Regions from separate parts of the Mus musculus genome. Here regions 1, 2, 3, 5 and 6 are each linked to region 4. Evidence: chromatin contacts called from public Hi-C, HiChIP or PLAC-seq and promoter capture Hi-C data. All regions are on one chromosome and are shown on one strand. The core of a region is the stretch at or near the end of the contact, and the rest is flanking DNA. Distances in the headings are between cores, read along the strand shown. Region 1 overlaps Sema4f (sema domain, immunoglobulin domain (Ig), TM domain, and short cytoplasmic domain). Region 2 has its middle 27 kb from the start of Stambp. Region 3 holds the start of Nagk (N-acetylglucosamine kinase). Region 4 holds the start of Mob1a (MOB kinase activator 1A). Region 5 overlaps M1ap (meiosis 1 associated protein). Region 6 holds the start of 2310069B03Rik (RIKEN cDNA 2310069B03 gene).

What was found. Promoter capture Hi-C pulls out the DNA fragments that hold promoters and counts their contacts. A called contact is a pair of places that touch in the nucleus more often than the background predicts. HiChIP or PLAC-seq counts read pairs in DNA pulled down with a chosen protein or histone mark. Capture Hi-C pulls out chosen DNA fragments and counts their contacts.
Region 1: a contact with region 4 is called in a Hi-C map of natural killer cells, with 9 times the contacts expected there. The contact joins the enhancer-like site here to the promoter of Mob1a in region 4. A contact is called at or near these places in 1 of 39 promoter capture datasets (cranial neural crest), 1 of 484 Hi-C or Micro-C datasets (natural killer cells), 6 of 115 datasets of contacts at active chromatin or transcription factors (the SCID.adh cell line, effector CD8 T cells, large pre-B cells and 3 more) and 1 of 9 other capture datasets (adipose tissue).
Region 2: an H3K4me3 HiChIP or PLAC-seq map of bone marrow-derived macrophages shows a contact between it and region 4, with 4 times the contacts expected there. The contact joins the enhancer-like site here to the promoter of Mob1a in region 4. A contact is called at or near these places in 7 of 39 promoter capture datasets (the HPC-7 cell line, cranial neural crest, hippocampal neurons and 4 more), 7 of 115 datasets of contacts at active chromatin or transcription factors (bone marrow-derived macrophages, embryonic stem cells, large pre-B cells and 1 more) and 1 of 9 other capture datasets (liver).
Region 3: a promoter capture Hi-C map of adipose tissue shows a contact between it and region 4. The contact joins the promoter of Nagk here to the promoter of Mob1a in region 4. A contact is called at or near these places in 9 of 39 promoter capture datasets (the 3T3-L1 cell line, the HPC-7 cell line, cranial neural crest and 6 more), 4 of 484 Hi-C or Micro-C datasets (CD4 T cells, CD8 T cells, natural killer cells and 1 more), 6 of 115 datasets of contacts at active chromatin or transcription factors (bone marrow-derived dendritic cells, embryonic stem cells, extraembryonic endoderm stem cells and 3 more) and 5 of 9 other capture datasets (adipose tissue, embryonic stem cells, liver and 2 more).
Region 5: a contact with region 4 is called in a promoter capture Hi-C map of pre-B cells, with 2.1 times the contacts expected there. The contact joins the enhancer-like site here to the promoter of Mob1a in region 4. A contact is called at or near these places in 9 of 39 promoter capture datasets (the C10 cell line, cranial neural crest, frontonasal cranial neural crest and 4 more), 2 of 15 datasets of contacts at CTCF or cohesin (the NIH/3T3 cell line and pro-B cells), 7 of 484 Hi-C or Micro-C datasets (the Ba/F3 cell line, bone marrow, cortical neurons and 4 more), 17 of 115 datasets of contacts at active chromatin or transcription factors (the 230-238 cell line, the SCID.adh cell line, Th17 cells and 13 more) and 4 of 9 other capture datasets (adipose tissue, bone marrow-derived macrophages, liver and 1 more).
Region 6: a contact with region 4 is called in a promoter capture Hi-C map of neutrophils, with 5 times the contacts expected there. The contact joins the promoter of 2310069B03Rik here to the promoter of Mob1a in region 4. A contact is called at or near these places in 3 of 39 promoter capture datasets (neural stem cells, neutrophils and stem cell-derived epiblast-like cells) and 4 of 115 datasets of contacts at active chromatin or transcription factors (bone marrow-derived macrophages, embryonic stem cells, memory CD8 T cells and 1 more).

The regions. Positions count from the first base shown.
Region 1 is chr6:82,912,146-82,914,845 of GRCm38.p6, reverse strand. It overlaps Sema4f (sema domain, immunoglobulin domain (Ig), TM domain, and short cytoplasmic domain), which reads left to right. Exons shown (of 14, transcript NM_011350.4): 13 at 421-479; 14 at 742-2,700. The coding sequence ends at 1,355. Among named protein-coding and RNA genes, the nearest start is that of Sema4f, 26 kb to the left of the region's middle. Within about 2 kb of position 1,280, at least 81 of the 459 cell types and tissues checked have an H3K27ac peak or open chromatin away from gene starts, as enhancers often do. A contact at or near this core is called in the SCID.adh cell line, effector CD8 T cells, memory CD8 T cells and 1 more, where this site is marked.
Region 2 is chr6:83,597,758-83,600,457 of GRCm38.p6, reverse strand. No RefSeq gene overlaps it. Among named protein-coding and RNA genes, the nearest start is that of Stambp, 27 kb to the right of the region's middle. Within about 2 kb of position 1,392, at least 30 of the 459 cell types and tissues checked have an H3K27ac peak or open chromatin away from gene starts, as enhancers often do. A contact at or near this core is called in bone marrow-derived macrophages, where this site is marked.
Region 3 is chr6:83,793,663-83,796,362 of GRCm38.p6, reverse strand. Nagk (N-acetylglucosamine kinase) reads right to left here and starts at 1,306. Exons shown (of 10, transcript NM_019542.2): 1 at 1,081-1,306. The coding sequence starts at 1,109. It also overlaps the pseudogene LOC665004.
Region 4 is chr6:83,324,597-83,327,296 of GRCm38.p6, reverse strand. It overlaps Mob1a (MOB kinase activator 1A), which reads right to left and starts at 1,258. Exons shown (of 6, transcript NM_145571.2): 1 at 1,030-1,258. The coding sequence starts at 1,043. It also overlaps a transcript of Mthfd2 not described here.
Region 5 is chr6:83,008,745-83,011,495 of GRCm38.p6, reverse strand. All of the region lies in intron 7 of M1ap (meiosis 1 associated protein), which reads right to left. The region is part of intron 2 of Gm32644 (a long non-coding RNA gene); the gene reads left to right. Among named protein-coding and RNA genes, the nearest start is that of Gm32644, 12 kb to the left of the region's middle. Within about 2 kb of position 1,280, at least 56 of the 459 cell types and tissues checked have an H3K27ac peak or open chromatin away from gene starts, as enhancers often do. A contact at or near this core is called in the 230-238 cell line, the Ba/F3 cell line, the SCID.adh cell line and 7 more, where this site is marked.
Region 6 is chr6:82,880,500-82,883,199 of GRCm38.p6, reverse strand. 2310069B03Rik (RIKEN cDNA 2310069B03 gene) reads left to right here and starts at 1,347. Exons shown (of 4, transcript NR_040520.1): 1 at 1,347-1,431; 2 at 1,891-1,963.

The sequences.
Region 1 (2,700 bases), core at 31-2,530, 410 kb after region 4:
CTGAGTACTTTGTTAACTGAATACTGTGACAACCAAGTACTATGATAACTGAGTACTGTGGTAACCAAGTACTGTAATAACCAAATACTATGATAACTGAGTACTGTGATAACTTAGTACTGTGTTAACTGAGTACTTTGTTAACTGAATACTGTGGCAACCAAGTACTGTGATAACTGAGTACTGTGGTAACCAAGTACTATGATAACTGAGTACTGTGATAACTTAGTACTGTGTTAACTGAGTACTTTGTTAACTGAATACTGTGGCAACCAAGTACTGTGATAACTGAGTACTGTGGTAACCAAGTACTGTGGTAGTGGGAGTACCGTGGGGCTGAGTACCATGGTACTGTGAGGGTCTGAGGAAGGTGCAAGCACATTGGAACACTAGGTTTACCAGATATTCTCTTCTCTGTAGGATGGTTCAAGACATAGAGTCAGCAGATGTCTCTTCTTTGTGTCCAAAAGAACCTGGAGGTTTGTATGGCTCAGAGAAATGCGGGTGGAATGTATAGAAAGGGGCTAGAGAGTTGATCTTTTTTGTCTCATTCAAAAGACTTGATCCCATGAAGACATGGCAGTCCAGGACCCAGGACCCAGGACCCAGGGCCTTTCCATTTTTGGGAATCCCTTTTGGCAATGTCCCTACATATCTTATATATGACATCTCTCCATATGCCCCCATCCTACTTCCTGCCTATAGCTTCATGTCTTTTGTGTCTTTGCCTTCTCTCCACAGAACATCCGGTAGTGTTTGAAGTTCCAGTGGCTACGGTGGGCCACGTGGTCCTGCCGTGCTCCCCCAGTTCTGCCTGGGCATCCTGTGTGTGGCACCAGCCCAGTGGAGTGACTTCGCTCACCCCACGAAGGGATGGGCTAGAGGTGGTGGTGACCCCAGGGGCCATGGGGGCTTATGCTTGCGAGTGTCAGGAGGGTGGAGCCGCCCGTGTGGTGGCTGCTTATAGCTTGGTGTGGGGCAGCCAGAGGGGGCCCGCAAACCGGGCCCACACCGTTGTGGGGGCTGGGCTGGTTGGCTTTTTCCTGGGTGTTCTAGCAGCATCTCTCACTCTCCTCCTGATTGGTCGCCGTCAGCAGCGGCGGCGACAGAGGGAGCTTCTAGCTAGAGACAAGGTGGGCTTAGATCTGGGGGCTCCACCTTCTGGGACCACAAGCTATAGCCAAGACCCTCCCTCTCCTTCACCTGAAGATGAACGGCTGCCCCTGGCCCTGGGTAAGCGGGGCAGTGGTTTTGGTGGCTTCCCTCCACCCTTCCTGCTGGATTCTTGCCCGAGCCCAGCCCACATCCGGCTCACTGGGGCTCCTCTGGCCACGTGCGATGAGACGTCTATCTAAAGCCAGGAAAATGACTGCCAGCCATGAGCAATCTCTGGAACTAGCGGCTACGAAGACCAGGGTCACTGAACCTGGGAGACGATCATGGCTGCTCCATTCTCTTGGAGTCTGTGTGATCACACGTCAGTGTCTGTCCTCTGGACCTGGATGAGCTGAGGGCCAGACCTTTGCCTGATTCCTGATTCTCATGAGAGATCAACCCTGTAGCCCTCTGCTATGGCCTCTTGTCTTGGGCCCATCATCAGCTTGTGGGGTGGAGCAAGGACACAGGCTCTGATTTGCTTATGGTGGGCCCCCGGAAAGAGGGAGCACTGCGGGGTGGTTGGAGCGCGTGTGCCCTGCATCCGTGTGGTGCCTGTATGATGATTTTCCAGTTTGCTGACTCTGGGGAGCGCATGATCCCCGGACTGCCTTGAGATCTCTCCCAACTCAGTTTCCCTTTGTCCCTTGAAGAGTGTGTGTCTATACACTGGTGTGCCTCGAAGACCTGTCCAGGTGTGTGTGGATGACAGGGCCGGTGCCTAGGTGCTTTTGGGGGGTCGGAGAGGAAGGTTGGAACGGGGGACAACTTTACCCTCGGTAGCCAGTGAGGGAAACCACACGACCCCATCACCCCACAGCGCTTCTTCAACTTTGAGCAAAGTTCCCAAAGTGACCTTCTGGTGGGAAGGGCAGCAGGACACGTGGCCCCGTCCTTCTCCTCATCTTTCTCCTCTGGCTGCCACCACTGCCGTGCCACCGCTGCTTTTTCCCTGGCTGGAGTGGAGGCTGAGCCCTCTTTCCTTGGCTTCCATTTAAAATGAACTTCACAACATTCTAGCTATTGAGGGATGACAAAAGGAACCCAGAAAAGTGTGTAGGAAATTACAAGCAGGTTCAAGAAGATTTGCCTCAGTGACTTTCACCCTTGCCCTAAAGCAGGAGTCCCCTAGCAGGACTCCCTGAAATTGTATGCAAAGAAATGTCTGTCCATGTGTGGCATGTGTGCGTGCGTGCGTGTGTGTGTGTGTGTGTGTGTGTGTGTGTGTGTGTGTGTGATGGCTTTCATCAGATTCTCAAGGCCTTAATGAGGTTAAAGGACCATGGTCCATAGTCACCACACTTGGGCCACATAAATGGAGGAGGTGTTGCTGTGAGGCAGTTCCTCCCTGGCCTGCTGCCTGAGGCCAGTCCCTGGACACACTGCTGCTGGAGATCCCACCTCTCTCCAGTCCTCCTCGGAAGCTAGTGAAGCTAGGCTCTGCACGTGCTTGAAGACACCATCGCCTCCTTTCTTGCTTCGTTATTCCTGTGTGCGCTGCATCTGCTCCGTCCTGCTCTTGGCCTGTGAATGTGCCTCGTCCAT
Region 2 (2,700 bases), core at 143-2,642, 270 kb before region 4:
TCTGGATGACCTATCTATTAGTGAGAATGGGGTATTGAAGTCTCCTACTCTCAGTGTGTAAAGGCCAACATTTGATTTAGGCTGTAGCAGCACTGTTTCTTTTGTGAGTTTAAGTGCCCCGGTGTTTGGTGCATAGATACTAAGGATTGCACTGTCCTCTTGGTGGATTTTTCTCTTGATGACTATGTAGTGTTCTTCCCCATCTCTAACCCTCAGGGCTGAAGATTTAAAGGGCCCCAGAATAGTGGAACCAACTGTGACAGGCCATGACAAGGAGTTGGCTTTTTATTTAACCTTTTGCTGTATTTGAGCTGTCTTGCCACTCCATTTTGATTTTAAATAATTCATTATGTTTATGGTTTCTTGTATAGAAAGTGCATCGGAGGGAACTGAGAGTAGAGAACGGACAACACATGTAGAATGCTTTTGCAACAGGTCAGGCAAGTTCTGCACTGGGTTGCTGAAGGAAGGAAGCTGCCAGACTCTAAGAATAGCCTGGAGATAAACGCAGGACTTAACTGAAGTCCGGGGAGGGACGAGGACAGTCTAGCCATCCAGGGGTGTTGGCTATTGCATACTTATGGAGATAAAACAAAGGATTTGATGAATGCTAAGAAGGGGAAAAGTGGGTCTGGTCACACCTGGCTTCAGCTATTCCTTAGTTATGGAGATAAAGGACAGACTTGCAATCTGGAGTGGGGAGCAGACAGTGGAAAGGAGTAAGGGATTCGTCAACACCCTTGGGCAAAGTTGTAAAACTAACCATTGACCCAGGCAGGGAAAACTTTCAAATGACCCCTCAGCCTCCACAGCTCTGAAGTTTCAGGATATCCTCAGCTGGTAACTGAGGGCAGGATGTCTACAGCTCAGACCAGATCCCTCACACTGTGTACATCTAAATAGCAACTCGAGGATTGCAGATCTCTAAGATCCTAGGACGACTCAATACAAACAGCACTTTGTGCCCACTGCGCTCTTCCGCACTGGCCGGAGATCCACAGACAGAGCCCGGTTGGGACAGACCTGAGACTATGGGATGCGGAGTGGATGCGCTAAGAACTCTGGGGGGCAGCCCGAGATCCACAGACAGAGCCCGGTTGGGACAGACCTGAGACTATGGGATGCAGAGTGGATGCGCTAAGAACTCTGGGAGGCGGAAGGAACAAAGGTCGCGGGGAACATGGAGACCCAAGGCTACTGAAGCTACAACAGAGCGCCTTACCATACCCTTCTTCTTTGGTGCAGCACAGACAGCTACATCCAGCTCCCACAGCAGACGTGATGCCGCTGGCTCATGTGGGCGCCGAAATGCATCGCACACAATGCGGGACGGTCCCCACAACCTCGGGGCGACCTGAAGATGCCTCTAGATTCAGAACAATAGTAAAACAAGGAACTCTCTGCCCCAGCATCCCTAGTGTCCCAGTGTAGCGGCCCATTGTATTTACTTTCACACATGTATATAGTCGTTTTATACAAAACATTTCCATTTCCCTCAAATGCATGCATATATACATAACTATTATACAAATTCACTGTGTTGACATTGAATGAAGGCTGCCGAAGAACTCCATTTGTCAGCCGGACTTTGGCCCCACTGCGCCCTCTATAGCTCAAGGCGAATAGTGCCTGTGTGCTTGATAATGCTCCCTCCTGCTTCACTCCAAAACCTCAGAATAGAAACAGAAGTTCAGACCTCCTCCCACCCCGCCACAGATGCCTGCGTGTTCTTTACAATGTAGTCAGATGTAGACATTTTGTACATTGTTCATAATATTTACTTTTACACATGTATATAGTCGTTTTATATAAAACATTTCCATTTCCCTCAAATGCATGCATATATACATAACTATTATACAAATAAATATTCTATGCACATATATACACATGTTTGTATATTATATACATATATACATATATTTATTTCCATGTTAGTTTTAAAAGCACCAGAGCATTTCACTGATTATACTAAATATAAGTTAATGTACATTAAGTTCACTTAACCTGTCTGATATTGACAGCCATCATCCCATTTTAGGTTTTTTCAATGCTGTCAATTGCCAAAAACTATGTCAGCCACCCATCCACTGACAGCTGCTTTTACTGGTATCACACATTAGGCGTCATGACAACTGTGCACAGAAGGGCTTTACGTAAACATCAAAAACAGAGAGAGGGGAAAGCTCAAGTCCAGGATTTCCCCAGCACTCTGGTAGAGGCTCCTGTGCCTGCTAGCAAATCTCTGATTCCTCTACAAGTGGAACCAAAGGACAGGACATTTGAGGTCAGAGTAGCAGACAAGTCCCAGAATAGACTGTGAGTCATTATGGCAGCCAATAAGAGATCAGTTTACACTAGTTTGTAATTTCTGAAGTTTCCTCGAATTCTCTGTTAGTAATATTCACAGCAACTTAGATCTGTGTAAGCTGAAAGAAAAATCAGTGTTATTTTTTCATGAGTGAATAAATGGACAGATGACTGCTAGTTAAAACTTCTGGCTGATAGTATTTACTTTCACAAATGTATATAGTCATTTTGTACAAAAGCAAACATTATATTTACATTTACATAGCTCATATTTTAGTCAATTTTAGAACCATGTATACTTACAATTATAAATATTCTCTCATCATTAAAAGTCAATAATAGAAAATGCAAATTGTAAATAGAAAAGCCATATGTTAACAGGCCAACATC
Region 3 (2,700 bases), core at 57-2,556, 470 kb before region 4:
TAAATCCCTGGGGTAAGTGGTACTTTAGAAGAAGGGTGATACGTGTAGGAGGATGTCCTACTGACCAATACTTTTTGTTGTTGTTGTTTTGTTTTGTTTTGTTTTTTTGTTTTTCAAGACAGGGTTTTTCTGTGTAGCCCTGGCTGTCCTGGAACTCACTGTGTAGACCAGGCTGTCCTCGAACTCAGAAATCTGCCTGCCTCTGCCTCCCAAGTGCTGGGATTAAAGGCGTGCGCCACCACCGCCCGGCTCTGACCAATACTTCTTGTAATAGACAATAAAGACTCGATCCAACTCAAAGAGTAGTACATCAAGAGTACATCCGAAGGGATATTAATGCATGAGACAGTAGATTAAAAATCCAAATTAATTTCTTGACAAACTGGGAAAAATAAGTTCTACCTTCCATATGAATATAACAAGGCTAAGTGCAAACTCCTACGCTGTGCTGAGGGTTTTTCCTTGTAAGGTATCATAAATAAAGCCAGGGGTCATCCGCTTTCGCAATTCACGGGAAGAGACTTCCGGGTAAATCAGCAGCAAGCAGCTAGGATACCAAATCTTCCTATCAGGTCCTGATTTGACACACCCAGTTCCACAAAATGCTTGTCACGCGCAGGGGACCGGATAAACCACCATCTTGCTCACTCTTGTCCTTGCCTTACGTCTCACCCAAAGCCATGCTTAGTAGAGCTACTTCCCAAAGTCAAGCAGACCAGCTTCTAAGCAGGAGAATATAGGAACCAAGGGCGTTCGGGGCCGACAGCAGTGGAGGGTCCGGAGCACCAAGATAAGACAGTGCTCTGGTGACAGCTGCTTAACTCCCGGGTTCCCTTGTGCATGAATCTCAGTCTCAGCTTCTGCCTCTTTCCCACGTCCACCCGCGACCGGCAACTTCCCACCTGACCCCCCAGCTCTGCACAACTCTCCAGGTTGACACAAGAGCCCTGTGGCAGAAAGGTGATGGCCGGGAGGGGCGTGGTCGCACCGTGGAGCACAAAGGCACCGGGCATGGTGTGGGCCGCCGCCCCCTGACCCGCCGCTCCCGGACGGACAGCCTTCGGCCGATCCAGCGCTCACCCTTCCACGCCACCATAAAGCGCGGCCATACTACCGTTGCCACCGCTGGTCCGCCGTAGCAACCTCGACCCTAGCCGTGACTTCGCTCCCGCCCACACGGGCACCGCCCCTTGTCATGTGACTACGACGCGCTTGCGTAGGGTGTGGATGCTACGTCCTCTCTCGCCCCTGCTGTCGCCTCCCGCAGCTTTCCCCTCCGGTTTTTTCTAGCCCGCCGTTCAAGTGACTGCTTCGCGAGGAGGCGGCACCCCAGCTGAGGCTCCTGGGAGGGTGTGTGAGGGCTGCCAAGGGCCAGCCGGAAGTAGCTGGCAGACGCGCGCTAACTGTGGGGTGCGCACGCGCAGACGCTTTTGGAGGCAAGCTCAGAGTCTGGCGGATGTGTCTGAGGACCAGGGCGGGAGCCAACGTCCAGACCACCCCACCCTGGCTCATGAGCGCACACTCTACCTTGTGCTGAGTACGCTGAGCAGGTCTCAGTGAGGCCCCAGGCTGCTGTCAGCTGAGGTTTGTGCGGCGGTGAGGATAGAGCCCAGGGTTTCATGTGTGTCAGGCTAGCGCTCTACAAGTGATCTGAGTCCAACTCTGTTCTTTCTGGACTGTATCTCGTCTGTATAACCCAGACTGGCATGGAATGCAATGCTGGCTCAGCATGCTAAAAACTGGCACTCACAGACCATATTTCACCTTCTGGCCACCACCTGCTCAACTCTAAACTGTGCAGTGGAACTGGAGGAAGAGAGGAAGATACCGTTAGGTCCTGTAGAAGAGTGACTCCTGCGTGTTTCCTCAGGCTCCAGGTTGTTCCAGCCCTACTTAAGAGGCAGCTTCAATAGCCAGGAGGACTGTCTGCTGCTCTTGACATTTCTTTGAGACTTCAGATGGAGTCTCCTTGGGGCTAGCATGTCTCTGTCCAACCTCGGACCTCTGAGCCTGCCTCCTGTGGAGAAATCTTGAACTGGGATCCTCTTTCCCTGTCAGATAATTGGGTCCGGTTGTGTTTTGATGTAAACAGTTGGGAAGGTGGGCACACAGAGCCTCATATATCCCAAACTCACCTCAGACTCTGGCTGAGGATGACCTTAAACTCCTGATTCTCCTGCCCCACCTCCCAAGTGCTAGGATGTTTTGGTGTAGGCTTGCTTTCTAAGGTTCCAGAGTGAATGAATTCTTTACCTCCTTTCTTACCTATGTGACTCAGTAAAGCACCAAATAATTCAAGAATAGAAATAACATTATTGCCTGATAGAGAAACTAGAGGGAAGTGAGACATTACCATTCACAGTACTTCAGAGCTGGAAAATGCTTCCTCCAACAACATCTTTAGAATCAAAGATAATTCCATAGGATTCTGATTGAATGGAAGTTTTGGCAAGAGTGTGATGTTGTGGGTGAATTCTGATGGAAAAGTTCCCTTTAGCACTGGTGTAATGAGTCTTGGGATCCATTTGTGACAGCGCTGATGTGCTTTTGTTCTGTTGTTTGAATCTTTTTGTAATGAGATTGCAAGTCACCAGGACTGGCCCTACACTCCTGAGGTGTCTGAGGCTGTCCTTGAATCCCAGTCTTTCTGTCTCCACCCCCTAAATGCTCGGATGAAAGGACCACACTGCCCTCCTGGCT
Region 4 (2,700 bases), core at 9-2,508:
ATAAATTCCACTTCACCCTCAGATCTATCAGTGGTAATTACCAGGCAGGTGTGAACTGAAGAATTCTGAAAACTCAATACAATGAGAATGGGATGTTAAATGCAGTGCAGGCTTTAGAAGGCTTGGCAGTGCCTCAAAGGCTAACATGCAAAAACCTCACTAAGACCCAGGAGATACCATCACACACACATACCCAAAAACCTATAACCAGCTGCTCACAGCAGCGTTATTCAGAATAGCCAAAGAGTGGGAAAAACTGTCCATCGGTTTAAGTTATAAATAAAAACTTCCATTTACCTCACCTGGCTGAAGAGCTATGGACAGTCCACAAGAAGAGTCAGGTTTTTCAGGGACAAGCTCAAATAGACTCATAATGAAATAGTCAGCTCTACACCCAAGTACATACAGACGACACTAACTGGATCCATTACGTATGTATGTTGTATAGACGTAATATAGAATATAGATAAGAGAACATGAATTTGAATGGGAGATGAGAGGGCACTGGAGGAGTTAGAAATGAAAATACGCATCTATTAAGTTCTCAAAAAAAATAAAAACCTTAAAAAAAATTCACATGTGGGCCGAGATGAAAGCACCCACCTTTAATCCCAACATCTAAGAGGGCTCGAGGCCAGCCTGGGCTACATAGCAAGACCATTTCTCAAAACAAAACCCCCACATTTAAAGGAGGCCTGTCCTAGTGGCCGAGGCTGTATCCTGGCTCCTTGGGAAAGCAGAGGCAGGAGGAGTCCAGGTTCAAGCCCCGCCTGGGCTAAGAGAAAAGTCACATTGGAAGGAGCAATGCCCTCTTCCCAAATGCAAACCTGTGGGAAGCCACTGAGAACCTGCGCCTTTCTTTCTCAGCCTGGTCTGGTCACCGAGGCACTGCACATTTTCCTGCGCTAGCCGATCCCGGGGCGGCAGGCCCGGAGCAGCCCTAGGTCGGGCTCCGCCCTCCGCTTGGCCCCTCGGCCCGGCCCTGCCGACCGACACCCGCCCCGCCCCGGCCCGGCCCGGCCCACTCACAAGAGGAAGCTCATCCTCGCTAGCCCGAGGGGCCGTGGCCCCCGCCCCGTCAGACTCGGCGCCGCCGCGGGCACCGGGAGGCAGAGGACGGTCCGCGGCTCTACAGGGCTGCCGAAGCTTCACGGCCCGGGTTTGGTACCGAGTTCCAGCCGCCGCGACCAAGCACCGACCGCGGGCTCCTCCGCGCTGCCTCCCACAGCTCCGCGAGCCAAAATGCGGAACCAAGAGGATCTCGCGAGACCGGGCTTCTTCCCGTCCCGCTGAGCTTCACCCTGCCCCTTCCTGAGCTCAGCCAATCAGTATTCTGTGGGCACGGGAGGGAAATGGGGCCAACTAGGCGCCGCTGTCAACTGTTCCGTGGCCGAGGGACGTCTGCCAGCGCTACTTGGTGACTGTTTCGCTATTTAGAAAAACTTGATGTCTTCTCCTAAAGGAATGCTATTCTGGCCACCTCGCCTGTTGATGGACACCTGGGAGGTTTCTACACACACACTGTAACGCTGCTATGAATGTCCATGTGCATGTTCCGTGTGGGAGGATATGTTGACACCAGGTGACACTATGGTAGAATGAAGAAAAGAGGGGGGAGAAAAAAAACCTGTGGAAATAAATGAAACTGCAGATGCGCAGTGGCAAAGATCCAGTATTTTGCCGGTGGTTTAAAACCATTTGAATGCCACCTGTCACATTAATGTCATCAATTTTATTTTATCAACTTTTGGGTTCCTGTTTGTTTGCGTGTTGTTCCTTGGTTGAGACAGGATCTCAGGTGTTCCAGGCTGCCCAGGCTGGTTTAAAGTTTACTATGTCGCCAAGGATGACCCTGACCTCCTGACCGTCCTGCGTCTGCTTCCCAGGTGCGGGAATTACAGGCTTGAGCTACCACCTGCCTCCTTCTATTAACTTTTTAAACCACCTTTTATACATTTGTATTTATTAGTGTGGTATGTAGTAGTAGCTGGTTCTCCTTTTCTACCTTGATGGGGGGGGGGGCAGCCTAGGTTATCAGGATTATTCAGTAAGCTTTTTCTTTTCTTTCTTTCCTTTTTTTCACTAACTTCTGTAAATTTGTATGTGATTTAGAGTATGTGCCTTGATATATTTTTTGAATCTTTTGTTTGTTTGTTTTTGGTTTTGTTTTTTGTTGGTTTTTTTTGTTTGTTTGTTTTCCTGGTTTTTTGAGACAGGGTCTCTATGTAGTCCTGCTGTCCTGGAACTTGTTTTGTAGATCAGGCTGGCCTCGAACTAACAGATATCTTCCTGCCTCTGCCTCTTGTCCTTTTATTTGTTTATTTTTTTCATAAGTATATTTTTAAATAACATATTATTAAGGTTTGAGTCTGTGTCCTTATGTTTATATCAAGTCAGGACAAGCATGATGATACACAGCTTCTTTAATCCCAGCACTGGGAGGTAGAGGCAGATGGGTCTTTGTGAGTTCATGGCCAGCTTGGTCTGCATAGCATGTTCTAGGACAGCCATGACTACATAGAAAGACTCTCAAAAATTATATGTGTGTGTGTATGTATGTGTGTGTATGTATATATATATATATATGTATATGTGTGTATACATATATGACATTATATGTATACACACACATATATATATATATGTATATAACTATAAAAATATGATGTGAGAGGCTTGATTAAGAGCACTTAATACCTG
Region 5 (2,751 bases), core at 31-2,530, 320 kb after region 4:
GGGTGACTTAGACAATGATAGAGCTCTATTAACAGAAAGACAGAAGTTAGAACAGGAGTTGGCTGTGGGGAACCCCGGTGTGGGAAGGCGGGGGCACAGAGAATTGCACGGGGAACTGAGGAGGCACTGGATTTGAAAAGGACAAATAAACCAAATGTAAAAATCCCGGACCAGAGATGGAGGCAAAGTTCAGCACACACAGGGCTGTGGAGACGGATCAGCAACTAGGAGCTCTTTGCGACCTTCAAAGAACCCAAGTTTGGTTCCAGCAACCATGCTAGCCAGGGCATAACTGCCTGAAACTCCAGGTCTAGCCTCGGTGGCCACCTGTAACAAGCGGCGTACACTCATATAGATATATATCCATACAGGCTAATAAAAATAAAGATCTAAAAAAAAAAACCAAGGTTCGGGCAACTTGTGCAAACAGGGTCAGGCATGTTCAAACCAAATAATAAGCCTTGTCACATAGTAAGTGTAAAACTATTTCTTGTCGAATGAATGACTTGAAGCTTGTGAAAAATTCTTCTCTCTCTCTCCCTCTCTCTCTCTTGTGCTGCCATTTGGGATTTATGCCACGCAGAGAAGGTGTCATTCAAATAGCATGGATGTAGAAAACTGATTTGTCCCTCCTCCCACTAGGAGGGCAGTGGGAAGATCAAGATCCCTGGGACCCACACAGAGTACGACTCCTGATGGCTGTCCCCTAACTCCCATGCATATTACAGCGTGGAAACCTCCTACTTCCCAAACAAACACACAAACACACAAACACACACACAAACACACAGACATAAAAGGAGACCATGAATGAGCAGACTCTGTTCTAGTGAAATACTGAAGCCTACAGTGTGAGCAAAGGAGAATCAAAACCAAGTCCAAAAGCAACATCAGGAGGAAAAAGTTTGTTTCAGCTGTCTGTCTGTCTGTCTGTCCTCAGAGGAAGCCAAGCCAGGACCTCAAGGCATGAACTTGGAGGCAGGAACAGGAGCAGAGAGCACAGAAGAAGCTCTCGATGGCTTGCTCAGACTACTTTTTTAAAAAATGAAACTCAGGGCCACCTATGTAGTTTTTAAATAAAACCTCAATTGTTTGATTTTAGCAACGAAGCCTTGGGAGCCAGATGTGGGGGTGAAAGCCTGCTAGCTCAGAGAGGCAGAGAAAGCACCCAGCTGACCTTCCTCCTCAGTCCACATCCTAGAAGAACCTCTCTCTCACCCTGTCGCAGAAAACCTCCATCAAACAGAGTATCCGTCCCTTCTACTTCCTGTGCGTCTCGCTATCTGTCCTCCTGAGTCCCTCTTACAGTCTATGGTTGTTTTTCCCTTAATAATCTGATGTTCACTTCCTGTCTACTGGTTGCTTGCTCCGCCTCTTGACCTATGTTTGACTTTATTTAATCCGTTTACAGAAAGCTCTTGGATAGAATTTAATCAGAAAGCTCTTGGATTAAAGGTGTGTGCTAAGGCTGAGCCACACTACAACTAAAATCAGGTTTTCTCAGTAAATAACAATCTCTGGGTTGATCACAGTGAGATAAAATATCCTGTAATAACCTGCCCAGTGGGAGGTACCACCCATAATAGGATGGCCTCTCCCACATTAAGAAAATGCCCTGTAGACTTGCCTACCAACCAGTCTTACAGAAGCATTTTCTCAGTTGAGAGTCCCTCCTCCCAGATACCTTTAGCTTGTGACAAGTTGACAAAAAGTCAACCAGGACATCCATTCATCCATTTAAGACATTAAGTTATTTCTAATTTTCCACCACTGTAAATAACACTGAGATGCACGTCTTGTTTTATATGTCTTTACTTCATTGTCTTGGACTATAATCCTGGCAAGAGTGTTGAAGGATGCATATTTTCAGGAAAATGTGTTAAAATGCTAATGTCTAAAATATCACATACTCCCCAGGCATAGTGGTGTACACCTTTAATCCTAGTACTCAGCAAGTGGACACAGGAGTATCTTAGTGAGTTTGAGGCCAGCCTGGCCTACAAAGTGAGTTCCAGAACAGCCAGGGCTACGCCAGGGAGAGACTTTGTCTCAAAAAACAAAAAACGAAATGAACAAAAAAAAAATCCTCTACTATAAGCATTAAGCCAAGTATAGCGGTGCCTGTGCATACCGATGCTGGGGAAGCAAAGGCTATCCTCAGCTACATAGCAAGTTTCAGAAGGTTAACCTGGGCTACATGAGACCCTGCCTTTATTTAAACAACAAAACAACAACAAAACAACAACACAACAACAAAACAACAACTGTATTAAAAGCAAGGTCAGGGAGGCCGAGATGGGAAGGTCTTGAAGTCAAGGCTTGTTTGGGTTGCAGAGTAAGTTCAAGTCCCTGGGTAACTTAAAATGAGACCTGTCTCAGACTAAATACATAAACAAACAAACAAACAAACAAACAAACAAACAAATGGAGGCCTGGGGATATAGAATCAGGGTAGAGTGACTAGCATATGTGAGATCCTGGGTTCAACCTCCAATTTGTCAAAAAGAAAAGAAAAGGGATTGAAAGCACTGGGAGAAATGCTTGCTGAGTGATGGATCATCTCAGAGACTCTGAGGAAGTGGGTGGAGAACCTAAGTAAACTGAGCTGAGGGGCAGTCGCAGAAGTGATTGATCTGTGTCACTTCTCTGCAAAGAGGAGAGGCCGTTCTTCAGACCAGAAACAGGAACTCAGTGGGTGGACACCAAAAGAAACAGGAAAAGAAGCCTGCTTCTGACAGTGAAAGACACAGC
Region 6 (2,700 bases), core at 98-2,597, 440 kb after region 4:
GTCGAACTTGTAGCAGTCCTCCTGCCTCAACCTCTCAAGTGCTGGGATTTCATAAACAATCTTCTCAAACCCATCTTGTAGATGAAAACTGAGGCAGAGAGAAAGGAAGTGACTCACCCCAAGTCCCCAAACAGTCCACGCCCAGATGTTCAGGTGCAGAGCACATTTCTTTTTTCAGTTCTAAAGGACTGTGTATACTATCTCAATTAAAGGGAGCCACAGAGGCTGTGGCCATAACTCCGCTAGTAGAATGCCTTCATAGCATGTACCGAGCCCTGGTTTACTATCAGGTGCCACGTAAACTGGCAATGGTGGCATGAACCCCTAATTCCACTCTCAAGGTCAGCTCAAGGTCATCCTTGGCTACATAGTGAATTTGAGGCCAGCCTGGGGTACCTGAGACTCTGTCTCACGAAGACTCTGTTATTTCCAGGTGGCAGGTGTGGAGCTAATGCACACAAAGGTAACTTCAAGATGACAAACTAGCGATAGTTGGTGTTAAGACTCCAACTCAGTGCCCTCCGTGAGCCACCACGCGAATGCTGTCCTTTAAATACTTCTGTAATAGCTGCTTAGGTTTGGAAAGAGTTCCTCGCTCACAGTAAGCTGGTAGAGTAACCAGCTATGCTGTGATGACCCACAAGTGATGTCTACTGGTCATTCTGAGCAATGCAGACAGGGCGGAGCAGGCTGTAATGGAAATCTCAAGGACATTGCTGTAGTAGGGGTAGAAAATCTGTTCTGAATGAGCCGCCCCAACTACAAGCTTTGGTGGCGAATGTTACCTTACACTTCTGAATAGCATTTGTGGTGTAGGAGTTCATCAACAGGAAATGTGGCCAGGCTGATGAACTGAGGCAGGAGAACTGCTGGGAGTTCAAGGCCAGTTTGGACTAAATGGAGAGACTGGGTCAGAAGAGGCATAAGGGGGTTCAAAACAAAGAAGAGGAAGAAGGAAGGAGAGGAGAGGAGAGGAGAGGAGAGGAGAGGAGAGGAGAGGAGAGGAGAGGAGAGGACAGGATAGGACAGGACAGGACAGGACAGGAGAGGACAGGAGAGGACAGGAGAGGAGAGGAAGGCAGGGAAGGAGGGAGGATGGGAGAGAGGTGAGAGAGCTAGATTCTGTCTGTTGACAGCTATTGAGCTATCGTTCTTTTCAGAACAAGCATATCTAAAGGGCAAGCATAAATTGGAATATCTGCTACCCTGCTCTGAGTCCTCCCTCCAGGCCCGATGGCCCAGTCGGCTGCATTGAAGGAAGTGCGCATGGCCAACGCGCGAGGGCGCTCGGGGTTGTGAGTAACTTGAGCATCAGAATACTGAGTCAGAAACTTGTGATACAAAGCCTCACTCTTCTAACCTTCACCAGTTTAGGTCCACTGGAAAGGCCACCGGAGCAGGCTCGGTGGGTCCTGCAGACCTGCAGCGCAGGTTGGGCCCTAGGCCAGTGCGGGAGCAGCATTCTTTGCCCAGCGGGTAGGACGCCTTTGCGGGTGGGTTGGGTGTGGGGGACTGTGAGCAGAGGCTGAGTGATCAATAGCCTGCGTGGTTATGAGGCTCTCTCCTCCGCCCTCCTGCCAGCTCCAGGGCCAGTCCTGCGTGCTTCATAAAATTTTATGTAACCTTGCCAACAGCCACTGAGATCTGAGCATGTCCGCCCTCCGTGCTGCCACTCCTGGGGACCACAAGGTCATCTGCTTGGGACCTCCAAGAGTGGGCTACTGTGGCGTTCCCCTGACTGGCTGGCTGGCCCCTTAGTGCAGGCCCCTGGAGAGGCAGAGAAGATGGTTTGGGGTCCTGGTCTTGAGACTTTTTATTTTAGACCAGGCAGTGTTGATTAATTTGCACCCCACCTTTCCTCCTCAGGGTTCTCTGTTTCTCCCTTTAAAGACAGGATAATCGACGGGCATGGTGGCACACACTTTTGGTCCCAGCACTCTGGAGGCTGAAGCTGAGGATCTATGTGAGTTCGAGGCCAGCCTGGTTGGTCTTCAAAATGAGTTTCAGGACAGCCAGGACTACATAGAAACCCTGTCTCGAAAAACAAAAATAAGCAAGCAAGCAAACAAACAAAAATTAGGCTAATCATAGTTAAAAAGATAACAGATTTTGGTGGGAAGGATGTATGAGCAGTGACCAGGGTCAAGAGCAGTTTGCTGCTCTTCCAGAGGACCTAAGTTCATTTCCCAGCACAGCGCCCTCTCCTGGCCTCCTTACACACCTGCCTATGCACACACATAAATAAAAAAAATTGTATAAAATTTATATAAAAATTTAATAAAAATTTTTAAAAGATACCTGATGCTGAAGAGGTGTCCCTAATGGTAAACACTTGCTGCTCTTGTTGAGGGCCAGAGCTAAGTTCCCAGAACTGTATCAAGTGGCTCACAACGGTCCATATATAAGTGATTCTCAACCTTCCTAATGCTACCACCCTTTAACATGGTTCCTCATGGGGGGTGACCTCCAACCATGAAATTATTTTGTTGCTACTTCATAACTGTAATTTTGCTACTGTTATAGCAAATATCTGCGTTTTCTGGTGGTCTGAAGTGACCTTTATGAAAGGGTCATTCAACTCCCCCAAAGGATGGCCTGTGCAACCCACAGGCTGAGAATCACAGCTCTGTGGTACCTAGTAACTAATGCCTGGTTTCTGAAGGTACCTATGTGCATATGTGCATACATGCATGTGAACTT